Linked DNA regions of Mus musculus: all the other regions are linked to region 3. Evidence: chromatin contacts called from public HiChIP or PLAC-seq and promoter capture Hi-C data. All regions are on one chromosome and are shown on one strand. Each heading gives the region's core, a stretch centred on a gene start, on an enhancer-like site or on the middle of the called end of the contact. The rest is flanking DNA. Distances are from core to core; before and after follow the strand shown.

What was found. Promoter capture Hi-C pulls out the DNA fragments that hold promoters and counts their contacts. HiChIP or PLAC-seq counts read pairs in DNA pulled down with a chosen protein or histone mark.
Region 1: a contact with region 3 is called in a BATF HiChIP or PLAC-seq map of CD8 T cells, with 13 read pairs. The contact joins the enhancer-like site here to the promoter of Prdm1 in region 3. A contact is called at or near these places in 1 of 39 promoter capture datasets (macrophages), 2 of 15 datasets of contacts at CTCF or cohesin (large pre-B cells and pro-B cells), 5 of 484 Hi-C or Micro-C datasets (B cells, adipose-derived mesenchymal stem cells, cerebral cortex and 1 more), 14 of 115 datasets of contacts at active chromatin or transcription factors (the 230-238 cell line, CD8 T cells, bone marrow-derived dendritic cells and 6 more) and 4 of 9 other capture datasets (adipose tissue, embryonic stem cells, liver and 1 more).
Region 2: a contact with region 3 is called in an H3K4me3 HiChIP or PLAC-seq map of the 230-238 cell line, with 29 read pairs. The contact joins the promoter of Atg5 here to the promoter of Prdm1 in region 3. A contact is called at or near these places in 6 of 39 promoter capture datasets (HPC-7-derived erythroid cells, hematopoietic stem and progenitor cells, hippocampal neurons and 2 more), 11 of 484 Hi-C or Micro-C datasets (B cells, CD4 T cells, LSK cells and 4 more), 13 of 115 datasets of contacts at active chromatin or transcription factors (the 230-238 cell line, the SCID.adh cell line, bone marrow-derived macrophages and 6 more) and 4 of 9 other capture datasets (adipose tissue, embryonic stem cells, liver and 1 more).
Region 4: a promoter capture Hi-C map of macrophages shows a contact between it and region 3, with 11 read pairs. The contact joins the enhancer-like site here to the promoter of Prdm1 in region 3. A contact is called at or near these places in 1 of 39 promoter capture datasets (macrophages), 4 of 484 Hi-C or Micro-C datasets (bone marrow-derived macrophages, macrophages and uterus), 6 of 115 datasets of contacts at active chromatin or transcription factors (bone marrow-derived dendritic cells, bone marrow-derived macrophages, embryonic stem cells and 3 more) and 5 of 9 other capture datasets (adipose tissue, bone marrow-derived macrophages, liver and 2 more).

The regions. Positions count from the first base shown.
Region 1 is chr10:44,675,356-44,678,160 of GRCm38.p6, forward strand. The region is part of intron 2 of Gm35154 (a long non-coding RNA gene); the gene reads left to right. Among named protein-coding and RNA genes, the nearest start is that of Gm22503, 56 kb to the right of the region's middle. Within about 2 kb of position 1,421, at least 17 of the 459 cell types and tissues checked have an H3K27ac peak or open chromatin away from gene starts, as enhancers often do. A contact at or near this core is called in CD8 T cells, bone marrow-derived macrophages and trophoblast stem cells, where this site is marked.
Region 2 is chr10:44,266,855-44,269,944 of GRCm38.p6, forward strand. It overlaps Atg5 (autophagy related 5), which reads left to right and starts at 1,485. Exons shown (of 8, transcript NM_053069.6): 1 at 1,485-1,730. It overlaps Gm40637 (a long non-coding RNA gene), which reads right to left and starts at 1,348. Exons shown (of 2, transcript XR_871625.2): 1 at 1,259-1,348; 2 at 888-1,107.
Region 3 is chr10:44,457,407-44,460,284 of GRCm38.p6, forward strand. It overlaps Prdm1 (PR domain containing 1, with ZNF domain), which reads right to left and starts at 1,342. Exons shown (of 7, transcript NM_007548.4): 1 at 1,061-1,342. The coding sequence starts at 1,102.
Region 4 is chr10:44,657,193-44,660,150 of GRCm38.p6, forward strand. All of the region lies in intron 2 of Gm35154 (a long non-coding RNA gene), which reads left to right. Among named protein-coding and RNA genes, the nearest start is that of Gm35154, 60 kb to the left of the region's middle. Within about 2 kb of position 1,354, at least 11 of the 459 cell types and tissues checked have an H3K27ac peak or open chromatin away from gene starts, as enhancers often do. A contact at or near this core is called in bone marrow-derived macrophages and macrophages, where this site is marked.

The sequences.
Region 1 (2,805 bases), core at 171-2,670, 220 kb after region 3:
GATCAAGTGTAGTTGATGTAGCTTCAGTGCCTAGTGCAGTACGTGGGAGTTATAGATGCATGCTCGGAGGCCACCTGCTTCAGCCTTGTCCCATTCTTGCCAAAGAATCATTTGGAATAAAAGTTAAAGTGAAACTAACAGCTTGACAGAAATTGTACCAGCATCAGGCCCTGTAACCCAGGGTAAACAACTCAAAAGCAAACAACATTTCTGTTGATGTTTATTTTATTTTTGGTGAAGGATAACCTGTATCTGGAGGAAAGTATAAGCTCCCAAGTGCACAGAATCTTTAGGTTTCATATGTGCATGCTTCTCTGTTGCTTCCCAGTCCATAGCTGCCCTGGATGCCCATTTTATATTTCACTTGCATTGCTGGGGGACATGAGAAGACTGAGGTTCTGGTCCTGGCAGCTAGCCTTTAACCTTTAGGCTGACTTTTGTGTGATGGCCAACTTGTTATACCTGCCTGTGTGGATCCTTGAGTATGAAGTAGGTTTTTGTTGTTGTTGTTGTTTAACATTAATTTTTCCAAGACAGGGTTTTGATGTATACCCTTGGCTATCCTGGAACTCGCTCTAAAGACCACACTGGCCTCAAACTTGTAGAAATCTTCCTGCTTCTGCCTCCCAAGTGCTGGGCCATCACTGATTGAAGAAGTTTTTTACCTGAGGTAATATTTGATAGACTTCACGGGAAGTTCTGAGGCAAGTTGTCTTAGGACTAAGATATTTTCAATGCTATCAAAAAGTCAGAATTATGGGACAGAATCTTGGGCAGCTGAGACTTCTGTCATATATTTTATAGACACAATTAATTTGGTCAAATAGCTTTTTGTTTGACTAGACTTTAATGACTTCATCTATCCTTATGACAAAATGAAAATCTCTATAATTAGAGATAAGGTTTGAAAGGATAGAGTAAATTTTTCCCTGAGGAAGAACCTGGGACACATTCTCTGCCAGGATGCCTAGTTGTAATATGTGTCCTATAAAATGGCAATTCTTTCTGAGTTCTTCTCTATGAGTAGGAATCAGAACCTCTCATTCTTCCATTGTCTTCCATTACCATTGCAACAGTCTTTCCTTCTGGTTTTTCTCAGCCTGCTTCCTTTTGGTCTTCTTCTAGAGGAAGACCTTGAGTTATGGGTTTGTGCTAATGAGTTCCCTGCAGCTGAAACTCAGGAGTCAGCCTGGACTCCTGCTTCCTCCACTCTGTATCAGAAAATCTATATGCTCCGAAATCTGTCTGTTTCTCTCTATCTTCCCCTGCTTTAACTACCTTTATGTCCTGCTGAACTACCTCAGTGGTGACTCACTTCCGGCTTCCTTCTAGTCTCAAACAGAAGTTGTGGTGATCTGTTAAAATAATGAAGGAAAGCACCACTGTGTGCATCTTGTTCCCTCTACTTCCTCTTACGTCACACTCACTCCAGCTCTGTGCTCTAGTCCTTAGTTCTTCAGGATGTCATTCCTCTGCTACTGCCCTGTCCCATACACCCTTCTCTAATTGGACAGTGCATTTGTCCAATTCTAAAAATGTAATTTGCAGCTGGATTAGCTCAAATGCCCATTCCCCAACTAAATGTTCTCAACTTTTCCATCAGTGAAAGTTCCCAAGTTCCAGATACCAACTTTTTCATTCAAAGTGCTTGATTTGCATCTTAATAAGAGATGCTTGTTGGCAGTCTTTTTTAGCTGAAAAATTCTTTTATCAGACTATGACATAGTATTGGTTAGGTGTTCACTGGAGTAGATATATAGGATCCATTTTTTACACTGACTCATATATTGCTAGAACTCTGATAAGCATCAAACAAAATACAGTGAGCATAATTGAGGTCAGATATTTGATCACTGGGTGCATTGTAATGTGTTTTTCTATTCAGTATTTGCTCCAGTAAAGTCAAAGAAGAAATACTTCTCCCTAGGGATTTGCACATGTAAAGCAAATGTTGGCCGGAGAAAGACTTCATGGACAGGCAGTAATGGGGAGCATAATGTTCTTTTCTTCTGGTTCCATCTTCAGGAATGATGCCAGGTCCTTAAATCAGCATTTCTTTCCTTCTTTCTTCAATGGGAACACTATAAATAACAACAGATGTCTATGCTCCACCCCTATAATTTCCAATTCAATAATTCAGGGATACAACCTGAGAATTTACACTTCTAGCAAGTTCTCAGATGATGCTGATGGCACAGGTGTTGAACCACGCTTACTGAAACCACTTAAAGTAATTCTAGTACAAAATTCAGGCCCAGGCTCATCTCCCCAAACAAGGAGGGGTTCATTTGCCAATACCCAAATGTCTTTGTGAGTCTATAGGTATAGTGGTTGAAGAAGTGTGGGTGAGCAGAGGGAGAGCCCTTGATGATCCCACTGTTACAAGTTTGTGGATAATGTTCATGATTAGACAAATACTAATATTTCATTGGCATGTTGTGAGTAAGTAATCATGTTATTGGCTATTGCGTCTCTGGATCTTTTAAAAAATATAGTATATTAACTGGAGCACAACATGTTTTGGCAGGGGCAGGGCACCCACTGTTGTCCAAAGTAAGGTGCTACAAGCTAGCCAGGGAGTAATGGAGCACAAGGAAATCAGACAGACTTAGGTAAAAGCAGCTGCTTATGGATGAAATTGAATTTTAGTTTACACGTCAACTTTTTGAAAGAACACAGGTATGTAGATGGCAGGGTTTGCTATCCACAGAGCAGTGGCTGAAGAGTGCTTTGAGGAGCATGCATGGTTTTTGTTCTGTTTTCACAATCTCCTCCAGATTTCGGTTTTCAAATATGGGTCATGAA
Region 2 (3,090 bases), core at 235-2,734, 190 kb before region 3:
TATATTAAACTCAGTAATCAGTTACTAGCTGAAATCATACCTGGTCTAAGCACTGAAAATAAATGACTATTGTATGCTCAGCCATAAAAGGGACACCATCTCCTCCAAGGCTCAAGGAACCTCACAAAAGAAAGGTGTCAAACTCATGGGACAAGAGCAAGATCACTACAACAAAGTTTGAGGCAAATTTGGAGCAAGTTTTATTAAGTACTGGCCAGGACGTGGACACTGGTACAAGGTCCACACCCAGGATAACCAGAGAATGGCACCAAATTACATTAGGTGGAGCCTTATGAAGGCCAACCCAGCTTCTCCTCAACAGAAGTCTGACAAGACCCTCTTGGGTTTCTTCAGGTAACACTGCCTTTATTTAGATTCATGGCTCTAGCCAGGCTCTGCCGCTGCTGACAGAGCAAAGTGTCGTGGCAGAAATTCCAGTAGAGAAATTGAAGCAGAAGGATGGTAAATTCAAGGTCAGATCGGAGGATGGGGGTTAAAGAGTATCCATGATTATACATAGAGTTTGAGGTCAGTCAGCGTTGCACGAGAGCTTGTCTCAAACCCAAAAAAGGAGGAAGAAAGGAAAGAAAAAAAAAGGCTGGAGAAATACCTACAGATCAGTGTAGTTAAGAGTTAATTGTGCTCACTGATCTCGCAAAAGACTAAAATCATTTCCAGTGCCTGCACTGGGTGCCTCACAACTGCCTGTAACTGCAGCTCCCGGGGCTCCATTTACCATCTCTTAGGATCTAGTTGGACACCTCATCCTCTCCGGGTGGGGGAAGGAAAGAGAAGAGTAAGAGGGGAGAAGAGAAGGAGGAAGAGAAGGTGGAGGAGGACGAGGAGGAGGGTGTTAAAATGTTTGGTGAGTGAAGACCCAGATCAAGTACTCTTTACGTTTTGTTTTATTTTCAAAGCAATAAGAGTAGGAAAGGTACTCTTAGAGGTGAGGGAGGTTTTGGTACTTTTACCAACTGGGGTTAAATACAGCCACTAATGCCTACTGTGGTCCTACAGGAGTGGGGAGGTTCTACCGAGCAAATGAATGTGGTTTACCTTGAAAGCCGGGTGTGGTGGCTCACGTCTGCAGTTCTAGCACTTGGGAGACTGAGGAACACGAGATACCTAGTTAAGTCCCAGACTTGCAGCTTGATACCCCTGTCCTGACTCTAACCCAACTAAATTAAACCATCCCAACCACCCTTAAAAGTAAGGTTTTTACAATACTGTTTTGTGAGGAAGAGAAAAATGCTGCTACCACGGCAGCCGATGTCTCAGGATCCTTTATTTCTCTGTTCTTCCACAACTGTCACACTGACAACCGGGAACACCAACGACTGCGTTCTGTCCATCCAAGAAGAAAACCGGCAAACTCGTTCCGAGTTCAGGCGCTCCCTGTGTGTCTGCGCACGCTCAGGAGCAACTCAGGTCTTGCCAGGTTGGGCCGCGCTCGGAGGGCGGAGCGCTTGCCACGTGGTCTTGGTGACGTCATCTCCGGGCGCCGAGGGTGACTGGACCTACGGTGGGCGCCCGGCGCTGCGGTTCACTCTGGTTCCGAGGGCGGAAGTGCCCGTCGGGCTGTTTTCTGACCCGGGCGGCAGCACTGTGCGGCTGCGCGCGCACTGGGACTTCTGCTCCTGCGCCTCTGCAGGACAGTGTGATCCCGGCAGACAGAACCCGACCGAGCGGCTTTCGCGCTGCGGGAAGCCGGAGCAGAGCCGGCACCTCGGGTAGGGCTCATGTGTGTCCCGGGCGTGGAAGTGTGGGGCGGGAGTGGGACCGGGCAGGGGCAGGGGCTGCGGGCGAGCGGCCCGTGTAAAGAGCGCACCCGGAGGGATGGCGGGGGAGGCGGTGCCGCTGGGCGGAGGTGGGGTTGGCGAGACACCGGCCCGGGAGCCCTTGGGCAGTCTAGCTGTCCCTTTGGGTAGTTAGTATGTCAGTTCCTTACTAAGGTAGGAAATGTAGCATCGAGTCTGGAGCTCAAGTTAAGGACTTGCATTTTATTTAAATCGTAATTGTTTCGGTGCTTTTTGATTCTATCTAAACGCAGACTGTTTCTCTTCGATGCAGTTCTTTGAGTCTCAGTTTAATTTTAGTACTTAATACTAACAAATGCATTTTTCTGTTAGTAGAACACTTTCGTTTATTTAGTTACTTTGTTGAAATTGCTCTCAAAGAATATAAACTTGAGGAACCTAAGAATCTGGGTGGCATGTAGGTTTTTCTCCCAAAGCATGTAGCATTGTTTTCACTGAGAAAGCATAGCAAGTCTTCACTAGTCAGAACCCCAGGAGCAGTTGACTATCTAAAGCCTTCTAGAATTCACCTGATAAGTATCTTGGGTCCTTGATACCGAGTATTTGAGTCAGATGCAAATATTCTGACTTCATTAAAATTATTGTTTGAATTGAAATTTGAGAACAAGAACATTGGCTTTATGGTAGTTGTCTTGGCAGGTGAGAATGTTACACTAAGTTTAATTGTACTTTGAGCCCAGTTTTGTGGCCTGTACCTTTAATTCCAGCAGTGGAGGTGGGGTGAAGGCAGGAAAATCAGGAGTTTAAGGCCAGCCTTGGCTATTTAGTGAGTTTGCTGCAATCCTAGAGGGCATGGTACTCTTTGCAACACACAGACAACATCCTCCAAAGCCCAAAAACAACCTAGCATTTTTTGGCCCTGCATTGGATCTTGAGCAGCACAAAACCAAACTATAACCCGAAAACAAAACAAACCCCAACTGTGATTGCCCACGTTTCTAATCCTTGTGCTAGAGAAGCTGAGGAAGGAAGGTTGCTTTGGGTTGGAGGCCAGCCTGTACTACAGAGCAAGACTCTTGTCTCCGAAAAGAACACACAAACACACACACACAGCTTTAATCCCGGTCTGCATAGTGAGTTTTAGACTAATCAGAGTGACACAGTGAGCACCTGTCCCAAGGGGAAAAAAGTATTTTCCAGGTGATAGAAAGTTCTAGAAAAAGGATAAGCCAATGAAATGGAATGGGTAGGGGTGGTGGTGTGCATGGGAGATCTAGTGCTGTTCACAGAAAAGGTATGTGAGTGAGGCTAAGCTACATGGAAAGGCCATTGG
Region 3 (2,878 bases), core at 92-2,591:
TTTCAAAACAACTAGGTCCCCTCCCTCTGCCGCGCGCGCGCGCGCGTTCAGTCTCTTTCATCCTCCAGCAGGCAAGCCTGAGAGGGGTTGCATCCTGCCAGCATCCTTGAGTACCAGCCTTCCCGAGCTCCCATGGACCACAGGAAAAGAAAAATTGGGGAAGAGGGAAACACCCAGCAGTTTTGTTTGTTTTTTTAATCCGTGGGCATCTCGAGCCAGATAGAAAAATTAAAAACAAAACATATTAAAAAAAAAGTCAATAGAATTCCCTGAAGAGAATTCCTTTAGGAGCCCTCAGCCACAAATAGCACTTTCTATTTAAATGTGAAAGTGCATGAATTCCCAGAAGTCACTGAAGTGGCACAGTTTACTGTAACTAAAGTTATACAGAAGACTTGGGGATCCTCCTCTTATCTGCCCTCGGAAAAAGTCCTTTCCAAAGAGGAAAAGCAAGAAAGATAAAACAGCCTCTGCAACGTATTCCCACATAGACGCCGCAGATAAAAATTAGGAATAAGGATAACCATGTTAGAACGCGCGCTTGTGAAAATGTAAACACAGTACAGCGGGAGTCCCTCTCCGGAGCTGGTCTTTACAATTCGTCCCTAGATAGGACGCTCCGAGAAGGGGAAAGATGCTTACTTGTCCTTGTCCCGGGTACAACTTAAACTATCTCATTCTTATTTAGTTCCAACATGTAAGGTCATGTGGAACAAACGATGTTAAATACAAGTGAAAACCTAAGTCAACCCGGGATAGTTACAGTAATGTAAAGGCAGCGAGTGGCGAAGCGGACAAGAACCACTACTGAAATTTCAGTGAATTGACAATTATGTCTAGAACTGAAAGGGTTAATGATTCATACGGAGGAAAAAAGTCTTCTAAATGTTTGACAGTGCTCCGCGTACTAAAACAGAAGCGCTGGTTTCTACTGAGGCTTCATTCTTTTTTTTTTTTTAAAAGGGGGAGGGGGGAGAAAAGAAAAGTTAAAAAAAAAAGGAAGAAAGAAAAAGGGATAAAAGGTTTCAAATCGTATTAAAGACAGAATCTGGTTCCTTACCAAGGTCGTACCCACACGTTTTTCCAAGAGAAGATCCAACATCTGAGATAAGCCTCTCTCATGTCCACCCAGTCCACATCCTCCCGCGTCCCTGCCGGGCTGAGCAGTACTGACGCGCACCTCGGCGGTCCCTCCTTTTCTACGGCCGCGGGCCGGGCTCGCTCCGGGCGGACAGGTGCTGCGCGCTGCTCTTGCGTCTCCGCGACACTGGAGGGCCGAGTGTCACTGCAGCAGTGTCTGTGCGAGCGAGCGAGTGAGCGAGCGACTGACTACTCTTCCCCCTCCCTGCCCTGCCGCAGACTTCTTTACCAATACTGACGGTCTGATTCACTCCTACCAGCCGCCGCGATGGGGGCGTGGCCGCACCTGGCCAGCCCAGCCGTGCAGCGTGGGGTTCAGGGCTTCCCCCCACCGACTGCGACCCGCGGCAGCTTCCTCTGTTTGCAAATGGATTTCAACAAGGACTGGGAATCTTCTTACTTCCCTTTGCAGGCGCTTGCCCTCCATGTTTACCCACACTACGATTGTATTCTAAGTCCTCCGGATCGCTAGCTTCCTGTCGCGGCAGAGCGGGGCGGGGTGGGGGACTCCTCCTCAAAAGAAAACCCTAGTCACCTAAACTCGGTGTCTCAATTACAGGATCCGACGTACTTCGAAGGAAAGAGCTAAAGTATTTTGGCAGCACATGCAATACAATTTCGCTGTGTAGTCCTGGAGTCATTGCCAATGAAATAAATATTCTAAGGCGGTTCTCCTCTAGTATTAAACGTATAGGATTTCATTTCTCCTGCTAACTGAATACATTCAGCTTAGGTAGACCTAACTTCCTCCTTTCGACCATTTGGAAATAGGGAAACAGGAAAAAGTTATAATCATATATACTGGTTTTGTTGTCCCTGCCTCTCATGCCCAAACCCACAGCCAGGCTTCCGAGCGTGTGCGTACAATGGAGAGTAGGAATGCTTCCCAGTTAAAAAGGGGATGTTGGGCTGGGGGCAGTGAGTGGAAAGCTGTTGGAGGCAGTAATTAGTGGGGCTCGTTCTGAGCCTGGCCGGCTTTTCCTTCAGCCCCAGTCTGTCTTCTGGAGAAGGAAGGACATCCTGTGATGATGGCATACAATGTCCTGTTTGTTTATTATTAAGAGCGTGGACCTTGCATTCCTGCTTCTCATTACAAAACAAACCAGATGCGGTACTTCCTTCAATGGTCTTTTGCCTTCAGCAGGGATCCTCCAATTCACAGAAACAATGCTGCTAAGGGCCCATTTATAGCCAGCATCCCATCACAGCGACTTTTTAGATCACAGAAACTCAAGTCTTCCCCTTATCTTGCTTGCCTCATCGCAGGTTCCCCTCACCCCCACCCCCATTTTTAAAAATCATCTCTCCCAAAAGTTTACGATGTGGTATCTTTTCTAGTATTCTAAACACACGGGGCATACACACCCACCCACATCCAGATCCACACCCACATTCACACACCCAGACCCAACCTAATGATACCAACTTAGTCATACAATGAAGTGGACATTTGAGTATTTGTTTACAGGAAGAAATGAAACACAGCAAAACAAAAGCCCAACTCAATCATAAAGACAGGCTTGTTCTTCTGTTTTCCTTTCAAGAAACTTTCCCAGAAAAATTTTTTTGGGGGGGAGGGGTGTGTGGAAGGTATCACAGAAAATGATATGTGCATCTAAAAAATCCTTCTACAATTTATGTAGTTCGGAACAATCAAATTTATACCGGGGACAAGAGTAGAATACACTGGGGGGGGGGGGGGGGGTTGTAGGTCCACCTGTTATTTCATTTTCTGCCA
Region 4 (2,958 bases), core at 104-2,603, 200 kb after region 3:
TATAACTTGACTAAGAGTATGTGCTTTTGTGCTTCAGTTGGGTTGAGTCATAGGAGATAGGTCCCTGAAGATAGATGCACTGGGCTGGGAACAGCTGAGAAACATGCCTGTACTCTCAGATCTGGTTAGTCAAATCCCTTTCGTGTGTTTTGTAAGTACTTAATTATTTTCTTTTAAGCATTAGTGAACAATATGCCAACTTTATTGTGTTGGGACTTTTTTTTTCTTCATTCATTTCTTCTTAACAAAAAATCCATGTGTGTTCTTAGGGAAATACGAGTCACAAGTTTTTGATTCATTTACACTTAACTCATAGTAGTGTGGTTTTGACACTCTTTGATATCTAAGAAGCCTTTTCACTATTGCATCAAATATTTTGACTGCGCTCTCATCTTAGCAACCGGAAGTTGCATTTGGACATGGATAGATGCATACAATCATGCACCAAAATACTTCAGTTGGATTGCAACTCTGATGTTTGAGCAGGCTTTAAACTTGAGGAAAATGTTCCCTCAACACTATGCCTTTTCCTCACCAACTGTTGCTCAGAATTCCAGGGAAGGCAGAGGGGCAGCATGCTGGCTTTGTCTTGGGAAGCTCTGGCTCACTGAAGAGTTCCTGGAAACTATTTTTAAGGAAGTAAATGCATGTGGCTGCTAAGAGCTGTCAGCTACAGACAGGACAACCAAAGGGCAGTTTGTCTTTCTGAAATTAATGTTACTTTTTTTTTTCCCAACTGAAGGCAAATAGTAGCATGATAAAAATATATGAACTTGAACATTAATAGGATTTAATGTGTGAAACAACTCAAGCAGCATATACTCTCCCTTCATTAACTGCACAGAATTTTTAGTCTACAAAGTAAGCATGCAGGATTACCTGTCTACCCTTAAATCCCACAGTTCCTGTACATATAGGCAAAAACTGTTTTTTAAATGTACTGTAACTAATACAGAAGTACAGTCTTCAGTGTTTCAGAATAACATGTCATCTGTCTTTCCAAACCAAACCAAAATAAAATAACAAATGTGGGAAACCAAGATATCTCAAAAAGAAGTGTTCTGGACCTCAAGTTCTGATTTTGTAATACAGAAAGCTAATGAAAGTCTCACATGTCTTACTTGGTCACGTATAATACGCACTTAGGCCTCATGGTAATCCTGAGATCTTGGTAAACATGTGTTTACCCCATTTTCTGCAACAAATTAGTCTGAATGCTGAGCTGGCAAACAGCTGCCATGGGTTGCATGAGAAAAATAACTCAAGAAATGAGAAACTGTTATTGGTTCCTTAAATCCTGGAGGTCAGGACTTTGAGAAGACAGAAACAAAGTCTTTTTTGGCTTTGGGGTGCTGCCAGGAGAACCTCATCAGACTCAGCTGTGGATGAAGGAAGGCCTTGTCTAACCCTGGGGTATTTCCTGTGCTCCTCTGTGGGTCATCATGGAGAGATTAACAAACAAACAAACAAACAAACAAACAAACAAACCAGCACATAAGCTCAGTTGTCTTAACATAGTCTACCTTATGTAGAATTTTGAGAACATTTCTTCTCCTTGGTTGCCTGTAGTTAGTTGATTTTCCTGGCCTACTTTCCATTAGTTATTAAGGGTCAGCGCTCAGATCCAGAGTAGAGAGGGCCCACACAAAGATGAAAGGAAGCTATTTTCTGACTTGCTTCTGTGACAGGGGGTGTATGCACTTTTACTTGAGAGCTGTTTTTGAAAGGGACACTCAAGATATGGGATGACTGAATCCCATTCAAAGGGGCAGATGCCACAAGTTCAGAACATTCAAACCTTCCAAGTTATTAAGTTTTTCTCAAACACTGCCCTTAGTTAATGCATATTAGTCTCTCTTACTTATCCAGGCAGGCTTGCACAGAGATGCCTTGTTCTCTGTGTATCACTTCAGTTGAGATCAGTATTTCTTTTGTTTGTTTTGTTTTTTGTTAAGTCTGAAGACAGGTAAAGCATCTTAGCTAAGCCATGTTGTGCAGACCTTAACAAAGGTCTTCGTCTGTGTTCAGAAAAGGTATTTTTTCTGGCCCTTTCCCTTGCTATTTCTAGATGAAAACACATTACTTCTAGTCTTTTGGCATATTATTGAAAGTCTCAATCATCAAGCCAAACTCATTGATAGACAATTCTTAGAAATATGAAGAAGTCATCAATTTTCTTTGCCTTCTTATGTACCCTTCGTATTTCTAGTTCTCAGTTGTTTAGACTGAAGTGTAGTGAATGTGTTTCTATTGATATGACCACTTAGGAAATGCAGCTTTGGGTCCTTTGGAAACTCAGTAGTTAAATACATTTATGATGTCATTAGCTGTTTCTTACAAATTAAGGATTTATATTTTCACAAATCATGAGTTTTTTCGTAAGTGGAATTTCCAAATAGAAAATATAGTCCTTCCCCTTCTCTCTCCTTCTCCTTCTCCTTCTCTGCCCTGTTGCACAGTACCAAGTCAGTCTCCACAGCTTAGACGATGGAAAGAGAAGTTAACTTCTAAGGACGGTTGATGTTGTTTGGTTTTCTCCTATATGGAGCAATGGTGATTCATGCCTTTTCCACTGTCACACTGTCAGCATCTGCTAATCATAGCCCCATGATCACAGGATCTGTGCCCATAAACAATTTCCAGGAGGTATAGAGCAGCACAGGGGCCACTCAGGAGTAAACAGTACTTACTCTGTAACTCATTACACCCTCTTTCCCATTGTTTGCCATGTGCTTGAAATACTAGCTCCCTGCACGGTGTCCAAGCATGTTAGTAAACCAGCTCCTTTCACTGTCTCCCATTCTTAGACCTTAAGTAGAAATCTGGCTTTTCTAACAAAGCTCAGTGGATTTCCTTCTTGAAAGAGGAAGATACTGTGATGCTGAAGCTCATGTCTATCTCTCCTATTTCTTGCTAATACATTTTGGAGGACCTGGGAGGGAGAGCATTTAATACTAT